Regions from separate parts of the Mus musculus genome. Here all the other regions are linked to region 1. Evidence: chromatin contacts called from public promoter capture Hi-C data. All regions are on one chromosome and are shown on one strand. Each heading gives the region's core, a stretch centred on a gene start, on an enhancer-like site or on the middle of the called end of the contact. The rest is flanking DNA. Distances are from core to core; before and after follow the strand shown. Region 1 holds the start of Ddx28 (DEAD box helicase 28). Region 2 holds the start of Plekhg4 (pleckstrin homology domain containing, family G (with RhoGef domain) member 4). Region 3 holds the start of Tppp3 (tubulin polymerization-promoting protein family member 3).

Region 1 (3,375 bases), core at 223-2,722:
GATTTTAGGGGGGAATTGAATTCAGGACTTCACAAACGCTAATAGGCAAGCACTTTATCACAAAGCTATGCCCCAACGCTCTCCCACATGATTTAAATCATCTGCAAACTGCTTATGACTAATGCAATATAAACATGATGTATATACTTGTTATACTGTATTGTTAGGGAGTAACATTAAAGAAAAATGTCTATACATATTTAGTACAGACACATTTTTTTTCATGAATATTCTCACTCTACAGTGGAAAATTCCACAGAGGTCCACCTATAAATATGGAGGGCCAGCTCTAATGAATGAAATTAAACTTTTTTTTTTTTTAGATTTATTTATTTATTATATGTAAGTACACTGTAGCTGTCTTCAGACACTCCAGAAGAGGGAGTCAGATCTTGTTACAGATGGTTGTGAGCCACCATGTGGTTGCTGGGATTTGAACTCCGGACCTTCGGAAGAGCGGTCGGGTGCTCTTACCCACTGAGCCAACTCACCAGCCCATGAATGAAATTAAAACACTTTCTCCAGACGTTAGGAACCTCCCAGGTAATCAATCCACAAACATTGACCTTATCTCCCACTCCAGACACTTGATGCCCATTTTTTCAGATATGTTCAAAAAGTATGAAGTAAAAAAAAAAAATTAAACGTTTAATAACCTGAACCACTAAATTCATGTCAAGTAGTCTGCTTGACCGGTGCTATGTGAGATAAGTTTCATCACTCCAGGAGGGTAACGGGACCCTTCTTTCTACTTCTAGTCAGGCAATTCGGAATCTGCCTGAGAAGCCAGTGGCTATGAGCAGACCGCTAGAGTGATGGGTCCAGGCTGAGATGCATGGGGGGGGGGGGGGGGCGACGACAAGGAAAGGAGGGTGAAACTTGCCTGGAGAGGTAGGGTCAAAGTGTAAAAAAAAAAAACCTGAGAAACTACACCTGAAAGAACGGAGACCATCTCTCTAACTTCAAAGACGAAATAAGCTGAAGGCCACCAGCATGCACTCTGGGTTCTAAACTAAAGAACTGGGTTGAGCTTAAACCCAGACTCCCAACTTCTGTCTCAGTCCCCTGGCCTACCATTCATTCAGTCTCAGCAAACTTGCATCACCCAGGCTTTGAGTGGATTGCATATCTACGAAAACATCGTCGAACTTTGTACCTTTGGAGTTCTATGGGATGACTGAGCGAGGCAATGAAGACCACAAGTTAAGACTATCAGAAATTAAGCACTCAAATGACAGAGGCCATCCTCACTCGATTCCTTGAGCCAGGGACCCATGGCCCCCTCCTACTGCGGACTCCCATTCCTGCCTCCACCGAGTACCCTTCCCCAAAGATGACTCCAATCTGGACATCGCCATGCCGGGTGGAAACCTACAGACCTCGCAGCCACTGAACTCTTAAGGATCCTCCTCCCTCCTTCCAGCCGGTGCTGCAGCGCCACACGCCACCCTGATCCGCGCCAGCCACCGTACTCCAGACTACGGTGGCGTGCTTGACGTCATTAGCGCGCGCCTCTTCTGCATCAAGGGAAATATGGCTTTAGCCGGGCCATCGCGGCTGCTGGCGTTAGCAGTACGGTTGCTTCTGGAGCCTCGACGGAACCTAGTGGTGCGCGGTTCCGACCAGTCCTTGCCAGTGGTGCGCGTTCCGCGGGCTCTGCAGCGACGGCAGGAACAGCGACAGAGCGGCCGTGGGAGTTTGCAGCGGCCAGTGCTAGTGCGCCCCGGTCCCCTGCTGGTCTCGGCGCGGCGGCCGGAGTTGAACCAGCCCGCACGCCTCACGCTGGGCCGTTGGGAGCGAGCGCCACTGGCTTCCCGTGGCTGGAAGCATCGGCGATCGCGGCAAGACCATTTCTCCATAGAGCGAGTGCAGCAAGAGGCGCCCGCCCTGAGGAACCTCTCGTCCCGGGGCAGCTTCGTGGACCTGGGTCTGGAACCCCGAGTGCTGCTGGCGCTTCAGGAGGCTGTCCCCGAAGTTGTGCAGCCAACCTCAGTGCAGTCGAAAACCATCCCCCCACTGCTTCGAGGCCGCCACCTCCTTTGCGCTGCGGAAACTGGCAGTGGCAAGACGCTTAGCTACCTACTGCCCCTATTTCAGCGGCTCCTGAGAGGGTCAGACCTGGACTCCCGCAGTTTCACGGCTCCTCGAGGCTTGGTTCTGGTACCTTCCCGAGAACTAGCCGAACAGGTGCAGGCAGTGGCCCAGTCACTGGGTGGGTACTTGGGCCTGCAGGTGATAGAACTTGGCGGAGGCCTCGGGATGAGTAGGCTCAAACTTCAGCTGTATAGACGACCGGCAGCCGATGTGTTAGTGGCTACTCCAGGGGCGCTGTGGAAGGCTCTGAAAAGTCAACTGATCAGCTTACAGCATCTTAACTTCATAGTGCTAGATGAAGTAGACACACTGCTAGATGAAAGCTTCCTGGAACTGGTGGACTACATCTTGGAAAAGAGCCCTATAGCAGAAAGTCCAGCCGAGTTAGAAGACCCCTTTAATCCCAAAGCCCAGTTAGTGCTGGTGGGAGCCACGTTTCCAGAAGGCCTAAACCAGTTACTGAGTAAAGTCACCAGTCCAGACAGTCTGACCACCATTACCAGCTCCAAGCTGCACTGTCTCATGCCTCATGTCAGACAGACATTTATGAGACTGAAGGGAGCAGACAAGGTGACAGAACTGGTTCAGATCCTCAAACAGCAGGACAAAGCAAGTAAGACGGAACCCTCGGGAACTGTCCTGGTATTCTGCAACAGCGCCAGCACCGTGAACTGGCTTGGGTACATTCTGGATGACCACAAGATTCAACATCTAAGGCTGCAAGGGCAAATGCCGGCCTCAATGAGGGCAGGTATCTTCCAGAGTTTCCAGAAGGGCTCCCAGAACATACTTGTCTGCACAGACATCGCCTCCCGAGGCCTAGACAGTGTCCACGTGGAAGTGGTTATCAATTACGATTTCCCCCCTACCCTGCAGGATTACATCCACAGAGCAGGAAGGGTGGGTCGTGTGGGCAGCGAAGTGCCAGGGTCCGTTATCAGTTTTGTGACCCACCCCTGGGATGTGAGCCTGGTTCAGAAAATTGAACTGGCAGCTCGCCGAAGGAGAAGCCTTCCAGGACTAGCATCTTCAGTGGGGGACCCTTTGCCTCAAAAGGCCTGATTTTTGGTTGGCTTGAATCTAGTGCTAGAGCAGGAAGTTGAACACTTGTCAGTGGGCGACATTGAGTCACGCCAGCCCTTGCCTCTCTGAAAGCATGATGAATTGTTTGGAGATTTGAAAAGTAAACTACTGGACAGGATTGGAAAGTAACGTTCAGAAAATAAAGTGGATTTTGACTTTACACTATGTCATGATTTCTTTTTCTTCTCATTGTATGTG
Region 2 (3,375 bases), core at 427-2,926, 640 kb after region 1:
GGGAGGCTACACCACCAGAGCCGTCGAACTAACGAAGAACAAACGCACCGCAGCCTCGAGGATGGGTACAGCGAGGCTGCCCAGATTCCAAGGGCGCCACCTTCTGGTGGCTCGAAGGGCCGCAAGGCCGCTGTGGACGCGGCGCTCTCTAGGGGCTGGAGGACCGAATCACAGGTTCTTCCGGAAGGCGCCGCTCTGCAAGGCCGAGGGTGCGGAGGAGAGCTGGGACCACGCCTACTGCCCCCTGCCTAGAGCATCCGCGCCCGCCGGCCGCTGGGTTCCTACTCTCAGTGCCTCGGAGACTTGGCGAGCCCTCCCTTGACTTCTCATTCTGCCGACCCCGGCAACATTCATTCCACTGTGCTCACTGTGCTCAGAGCTGGAACTGTCTGAAAGGGTGAGTGAGCCGTGGCTCTGCCGATGGAAAGAAGGCTCTTGCACGAAGCAAAGGACGCCCTTGTGGGAGGAGGGCAAGGCTCCTTTACCATTCCCGTGATGGGACATGGGAATACTTGCCCAGCTTCCATGTACAAGATGAGGACCACTCAAGCCCTCGTGGTCCTCAGAGCTGTCCCACCACCCACCACCACACACTCACACACACACACATGTGAGTCCATGATTAGGGGCCGTCTCCAGAGAGACTCCCTATGCCCTGGTAGCTGCGTGTGGATAATCTTCACGGATAGTGGGAGGGACCACCACTCCTCTGTAGCCTGAATCTCCCCTTCAGGTTCTCAGGCCCACCCACCACGGAACAGGTTGGATGGGCTGTGAGGTGTAACTCAGTAGCAGAGCCCTTGCCTGACTTGTGTGAGCCCCCAGGTTTAATTAATAAAACAAACAACAAAAAGACAGAGAAATAAATTAGAGATAAACGGTGACATCCCATGACTTGTTAAACCCGGAAGGTGAAGAGGGTAGGTAGCTATGTCTCTGGGTGGGAATTGACCCAGGCCTGCCAACATACATAAGGCTCAAACCCTCATTCCCTGAGTTCTTTTTCCCTATCCACAGAAAAGGGTGGCTAAGAAAGCTGGTGCCCTGGGGCCAGAGACCAGCTGAGATCTGGTTCCATCACTCACCTCTTGTGGGCTGTTCCAGGGACCCTTTTCTCTTTGCACCTCATCTTCCTCTCCTGTAAGACAAGAAAAGCATTCTTTTCTCCTGGGGTTGCCCGATGGACCAGGGAAATCCTGATGGATGGATCAGATATCTGTGTTCATGCCCTGCCTTCCCACTTCACCCTTCGTTAGGGAATCTTGAACTGATGAAAGACACTGGGATAGCTGGGAGACCCCTACTCGTTCTTAACTCTAAAGTCTGGGGTCCTTTTGGAGGAAGTGGGCCTGGCCTAACACTCTTGAATTTGTGGAAAGATCATAAGAAAAAGGTTATCTGTGCAACCAGACAAAGGCATGTAGCCCCCACACCATGGCCTTGGTCCCTGGGAGGAGAGGACACTGGACATAATGCCTTCCCTGGCTCTAAGTCAGGCGATTCCTTCATGAATCTAGTTATCAGCTGCAGCCATGGTAGAAACAACAGGCGTCCCCACCCATCTCTGACTCTAAGGCAGATTCTGAAGAGCAAGGGGCAAGGCTGGCCTTGGAGTTGTCCTTCTCCAGCCCCAGCTCCTAGGCATGTCTTCCATCTCTCCTTCCTCTAGCTTCAGTGAGCATCAGGTCCAGTCTTGGCTTCTGTCCTTGGTTCTTGTCCCAGGCCACCCCCACTGAGTCATTGCCCCTCCCTCCCTCTCTCCTTCCCTCCCTCCTGCTTCTGAGGCTCACCTCCACCCACTAGCCAGGCCCCCAGGAGCTGTAAGAAGATGGACTTCCCGGGAGGAACATAACCCTTCCCAGGGATGAAGCAAATAAGAGGCATCAGGTCTCAGGCCCTAACTGACCCAGGCCCTCTGAACACAGCAGGCGGTTGGGGGAGCGCAGGCACGCGTGCTGAGACAGAGGCAGAACTAGGCTGTGGTTTTCTCACTCCACACAGAATGTGCCCTGTAAGCAGGCAGACTGAATATTGTCCACTTTGATATTTCGAGCTCTGTATGTCAGGCCTGGCACAGAATAAATATTTAGGGGTATCTAAGACTAGTCACACCGCCCCTCCCGTCCTGAACTCTTCCCACGTGGGTGACGTGGAAACCAAGGTTAGAGAAAATGACTGACAGACAGACTCAGACAGAAGAGGCAGAGAGCTGTGAGGCACACGTATCTGGGATGGGAAAGGCATGGAACAGCAACAGGGACAGACACTGGCCCAGTGCGGGACAGTGGGGGGCTAGGCCTGGAGCCAACCTGGGGTGGCTGACCACAGCGGGCTTCCAGAGCTGAGCTTGCAAGTCTGAACAGTGACTCACGAAGGCCATCTCTGGTTCTGCTGGTTGCTGAATCTACTCAGAGAAGTCTTTTCCACTGAGATTGTAGAATGTGGACAGCCCCCCCCCCCACTCCGCCCTCCCCCCTCCCCAGCCCTCCCTACCTCTCTTTTCTTGACAACATCCATCCATAAGGAAAGAAAAGGGAAGAAAAGAAAAGAAAAGGCGACTCCTTAGCTTTGGAGATCTGGGGATACATTCCCTTAAGTCTGTGTATGACTTAAGTCCCTTAAGCCAGGACCACTGTAATCAGCAAAGCAACTGATTTCTCAAACCTCCCAGACCCCTCTCATCTTTGACCCAAATAAACCCAGGCTCCTGGGAGTGGCATTCAAGGCCACCAGGGGCATCACAGCCTTTTCTCTTAGGTCCCAGACTGCATGGGGAAACAGAGCTGACTAAAACCCTGTTGTCTCAGACCACCTTCTTTGACGTAGAACGGCCCTCATTGTGACCAAAGAGTGCATGCCTCTAATCTAGGGCTTGAGATGAAAGGGCTGGACGATACACAAGTTCAAGGCTAGCCAGGTCTAAAAAAAAGGGGAAAAAAAAAGTTCCAGACAAGACAGAGCTTCATAACAAGATCCTGTTGTTTTTTTAAGATGGAGGGAAGCTAGGGAGATAGCTTTGTGGATAGCATAAGGCCCTGTGTTTGATTCTCAGAACACTTTTTTTTTTTTAAGCTAAACATGCTGGCACACTTGTAATCCTAGCACTGGGGAGGCAGAGGCAGGCAGATCCTGGGCTAGCCAGCCCAGCCTAAATAGCAAGCTCTAGGCCTATGACATCTGGATCCCCCCTCTCCATTCATTCCAGGTAAGATAACCACCCTGTCATTTTTGTCCAATCAAGTGGCCAAACTTTTTTTTTTTTTTTTTGGTTTTTCGAGACAGGGTTCCTCTGTATAGCTCTGGCTATCCTGGAACTCACTTTGTAGACCAGGCTGGCCTTGAACTCAGAAATCTGCCTGCCTCTGCCTCCTAAGT
Region 3 (3,375 bases), core at 654-3,153, 540 kb after region 1:
GTTTGCTCTCTGGCTTTTACCTCAGTCCTTCCCAGTTTCTTGCCACCCAAGGCCAAGTGGAACCACCACTACCCTCCTCCTCAGACACACTGGCTCTGCCTCCACGGATCCAACCCCAGGTAGGAGGGACTGGGTTTGGACCTCTGCCCAAGAAGAGGGACATGGAAAAGAAGCCTGCACTCTGATGAGCGCCTCTGCTGCTTTCGGCAAAGTGGGGTCTGGAGAAGCAGCCCACACTTCCCTCTGTCTTTACAGAAAAAGAGGAAGCGGCGAGTGTATAGATTGCCCAGGTCTGGGGTCTTGGACCGAGAGCTCCCACTGCCCAGGTTACGGGGTGAGCGCCGCTCTCTGCTTGGATCCTATTGGATTAGTTCGTGGGAGGGAAAGGTTTTAAAGCCCTAGCTGCAGCCCTTATCTCAATCTAAGTCCCCCTCTGTGCGCAGAGACTGGGACTCCTAGCCGCCGCTCCAGCTCTTCATCTGATTCCACCAGTGCCAGCCCAGTGCATGCTGGTGGCTCTGCAGGCGCCTACTACTCGGCATCAGCTGAGTCCATGGAAGAGATTCCAGTGGCCCAGACGCGCCTGGGCAGTGCCGCACTGGGTGCCCCAGGAGCCAGGGGTCGAGAGTCTGGGCTGGCTCTACAGGCACGTTCGCCTGCTGTTTTTGTGAGCCCGAGCAGTGGCGAGCCCGGAACACCTGGAGGCGGCGACGGCCTGCCTTAGCCCACTAAGGCTAAGGACTAGAGGCAGGAGGGCCTTGACTCTATGCAACACCCCACATTCGCGTAACGAGTGCACTTTAGGGACCTCAAGGTCGACAGGATCGGCCTTCCTTACCCAAGACTCAGCAATATCCGCTCCACCAGCCCTGATGCCCCAATAAACTTTTTTTTTTTTTTAATGCTTTTGCGGACTTAATGCTTATTTTCATAGTGGAAAAATCCATGGATCTCACAGAAGCAGGACCACCATTGCTAGCTTGGGGCAGAGAAAGAGGGGCGGGTTAGGAAAGGTCTCTGGACAGGGTTTTTCTTTTAAGTGTTGGGAATCAAAAACATGGGGTCTTGTTCAAGAACTACCACTCTCCTCTGTCCCTTCTCCCATTTCCCAGGGTAGCCTCGAAAATTTGAATCTACTGCTTCAGTCTCCCGAATCCCCAGATTGCAGGCTTGTGCTACCACACCCACCCAGCAAGGTTTATTAATTAATTAATTAATCAATTAATATTTAGTATTTTTATTTAGTTTTTTATTTAGTATTTGCAGTTGGAAACTGAAGAGGAAGCAGGCTAGGGAGGCGCATTGGAACAAGAAGCTGTGAGGCGGGGAGACGAGAATGGGAGGAGGCAGCCATTCTCCGAAATTTAGGAATTGCTGCCACAAAAGTACCCAGCATTTGGGGGGGTGGGGTGGGTAAGAATGCGTGATCCACTGATTGTCTCAGTCTTCTAGTGCTTCAGAATGTGGCCTGCTGAGAACCTAGGAATGAGTGAATGCCACAGGGTTAGCGGCAGCTGTGGTCTTGGAGCCAGCTGTAGATCCTTGTCAATGAGGGGCGGGATCCCCTTCTTCAGTTCAGCTCCTAGACAATCTCAGGTGGATTCTTTCAGCAGTCCCTTGAGGGTTGGGGACAATGGAATTTGGGGGGGGGCTGTTTTCCCATTGGCCATGGGAGTTCCTATCTTAGGACATCCAGGACTGCAGAGGGCAGCTCTGACCGCTTGAGGACCGCGGTTGAAGGGGAGGAGCAGGATAAGGCTGTCGCTGCAATTCTGCGGGCCCAGCGCCCACAGAGCACATAGGGCGGGGTCTGGTGGGAGGAGCTAGCGTGACCTTGGTCACTCTCCCGCCGAGACAGCCTAGGGGGTGGGACTCACTGTCTCTATGGTGACCGAGAAACAGGGGATAATACTACGGAGCCGCCCGGGCTGCAGTCCCGCCCGGGAGCCGGCAGGGAGCGGAGCTGTGGAGCCTCCTGGTCTCCAGCATCAGTTCCTGGGTCCTGTCCGAAGGCACGCTCAGGAGCAGCCAAGCGGTAGAAGCCGGTAGGAGACTGAACATCGACCACCCTAATTCGTATCCCCCAAAAGGAGGGGTGGGTGGGAGCAGCCTGAACCAACCTCAGATGGTACTGAGCTGAGCCTATCAGCTGAACACCCCGGCCCTGGCCCCAAGGGTTCCACACACACTCCTGCCCCCACCTTCTTGCCAGGCTGATTGATGACTGCAGCTGTCCCAGCAGGAGCTGACGAGCGGATTCAGTTCAGAGGCATGAACACTGTGCCCAGGGTCTGAGGACCCCAGAGCAGCTGCTGTGATTCTGTTCCACATCAACAGCCCCCAAATTCATCTTCCCATAGACAGGAGTGAGCAGTAGCCTCAGGATCCTCCCATTTCCTTGAGAAGAGCATCATGTAGCACCCCAAACTCCCCTGGACACATTTACCTGTGGTGTTCAAGTACAGGGCTTTGGGTCCCCGGGCGGGTTGACATCTTTGGGAGAGGCAAAGGGTGTGGCGGACCCCATTTACAGACCCACAGAGGTCCCTGCAGAGTGCAATCTCTGGGTTTCTGAGTCTTAAAAATTGCAACTTATGGATGAGTAGGTGTGGTCACCAGAAAAGGCCTTTCAGTGTGGACCAACTAGTAATGGAAGAAGAGGAAGTTGTTCGGGGGCCAGGTTGTGGTCATTGGACACTTTTTTTTTTTTCCCCTAAGAGGCAAGGTAAAGATGGTGGCTGAGAACAGGAGGCTGCAGTGGGTGTGGTGATGGTGGTATGTCTTAACATGATGCCTGGCGATGCCAGTGCTGGTTAGACTCTGAGGGGCTTTAGGTCAGGTCTGTGTCAATAGCTTTAGCATATGAGTAAAGAGAGAGTGCTGAGGGTGTGGTCAGGGAACTCTGCGCGTGTGTGGTGGTGGGTGTTCAATGCTTTGCATGGAAGTATGGAAGTGTTACTGCATAGACTGGGAGATTTCAAGGCAGGGCTGTGTCAGAAGCTGTAGCTATATGGATGAACGGGAATGCTCCAAGGGTATGGCCAGGGGGCCTTTGTAAGGGTGCAGAGTCCAGCTAGTGACTGTGGTTGGGGTCTTCAGGATGTGAGTTAAAAGGATGCAAAATGGATGCAGTGTACACAGGGTTTGATTTGGAGAGGGACTTTCAGGGTGGGGCTGAGGGTGTGGTCAGAGATCTGCAATGGAGCTCTGAGGAGGGTGTGGTCAGGGGTCTGTAGTAGGACATGCACTTGACTGCAGGGCTGTGGGCATGCTGGGGAGGAGTTTCATTGCAGGGGTCTTAATGTCTGTGTGGGGATGGAAAAGGAAAAAGGGTCAAATTCAAGGCTTTGGGTGTGGGTGGAGGAAGCCTCGGTG

The links. Promoter capture Hi-C pulls out the DNA fragments that hold promoters and counts their contacts. Capture Hi-C pulls out chosen DNA fragments and counts their contacts.
Region 2: a promoter capture Hi-C map of adipose tissue shows a contact between it and region 1. The contact joins the promoter of Plekhg4 here to the promoter of Ddx28 in region 1. A contact is called at or near these places in 2 of 39 promoter capture datasets (hematopoietic stem and progenitor cells and hippocampal neurons) and 2 of 9 other capture datasets (adipose tissue and pancreatic islet).
Region 3: a promoter capture Hi-C map of hematopoietic stem and progenitor cells shows a contact between it and region 1, with 2.7 times the contacts expected there. The contact joins the promoter of Tppp3 here to the promoter of Ddx28 in region 1. A contact is called at or near these places in 3 of 39 promoter capture datasets (hematopoietic stem and progenitor cells, hippocampal neurons and stem cell-derived epiblast-like cells) and 1 of 115 datasets of contacts at active chromatin or transcription factors (large pre-B cells).

What each region holds. Positions count from the first base shown.
Region 1 is chr8:106,009,583-106,012,957 of GRCm38.p6, reverse strand. It overlaps Ddx28 (DEAD box helicase 28), which reads left to right and starts at 1,472. Exons shown (of 1, transcript NM_028038.3): 1 at 1,472-3,342. The coding sequence starts at 1,534. The coding sequence ends at 3,156. Dus2 (dihydrouridine synthase 2) reads right to left here and starts at 1,480. Exons shown (of 16, transcript NM_025518.4): 1 at 1,380-1,480.
Region 2 is chr8:105,371,573-105,374,947 of GRCm38.p6, reverse strand. Plekhg4 (pleckstrin homology domain containing, family G (with RhoGef domain) member 4) reads right to left here and starts at 1,676. Exons shown (of 23, transcript NM_001364406.1): 1 at 1,086-1,676; 2 at 49-195. The coding sequence starts at 1,129.
Region 3 is chr8:105,469,950-105,473,324 of GRCm38.p6, reverse strand. It overlaps Tppp3 (tubulin polymerization-promoting protein family member 3), which reads left to right and starts at 1,903. Exons shown (of 4, transcript NM_026481.3): 1 at 1,903-2,045. Zdhhc1 (zinc finger, DHHC domain containing 1) reads left to right here. Exons shown (of 14, transcript NM_175160.5): 12 at 26-119; 13 at 256-334; 14 at 444-902. The coding sequence ends at 724.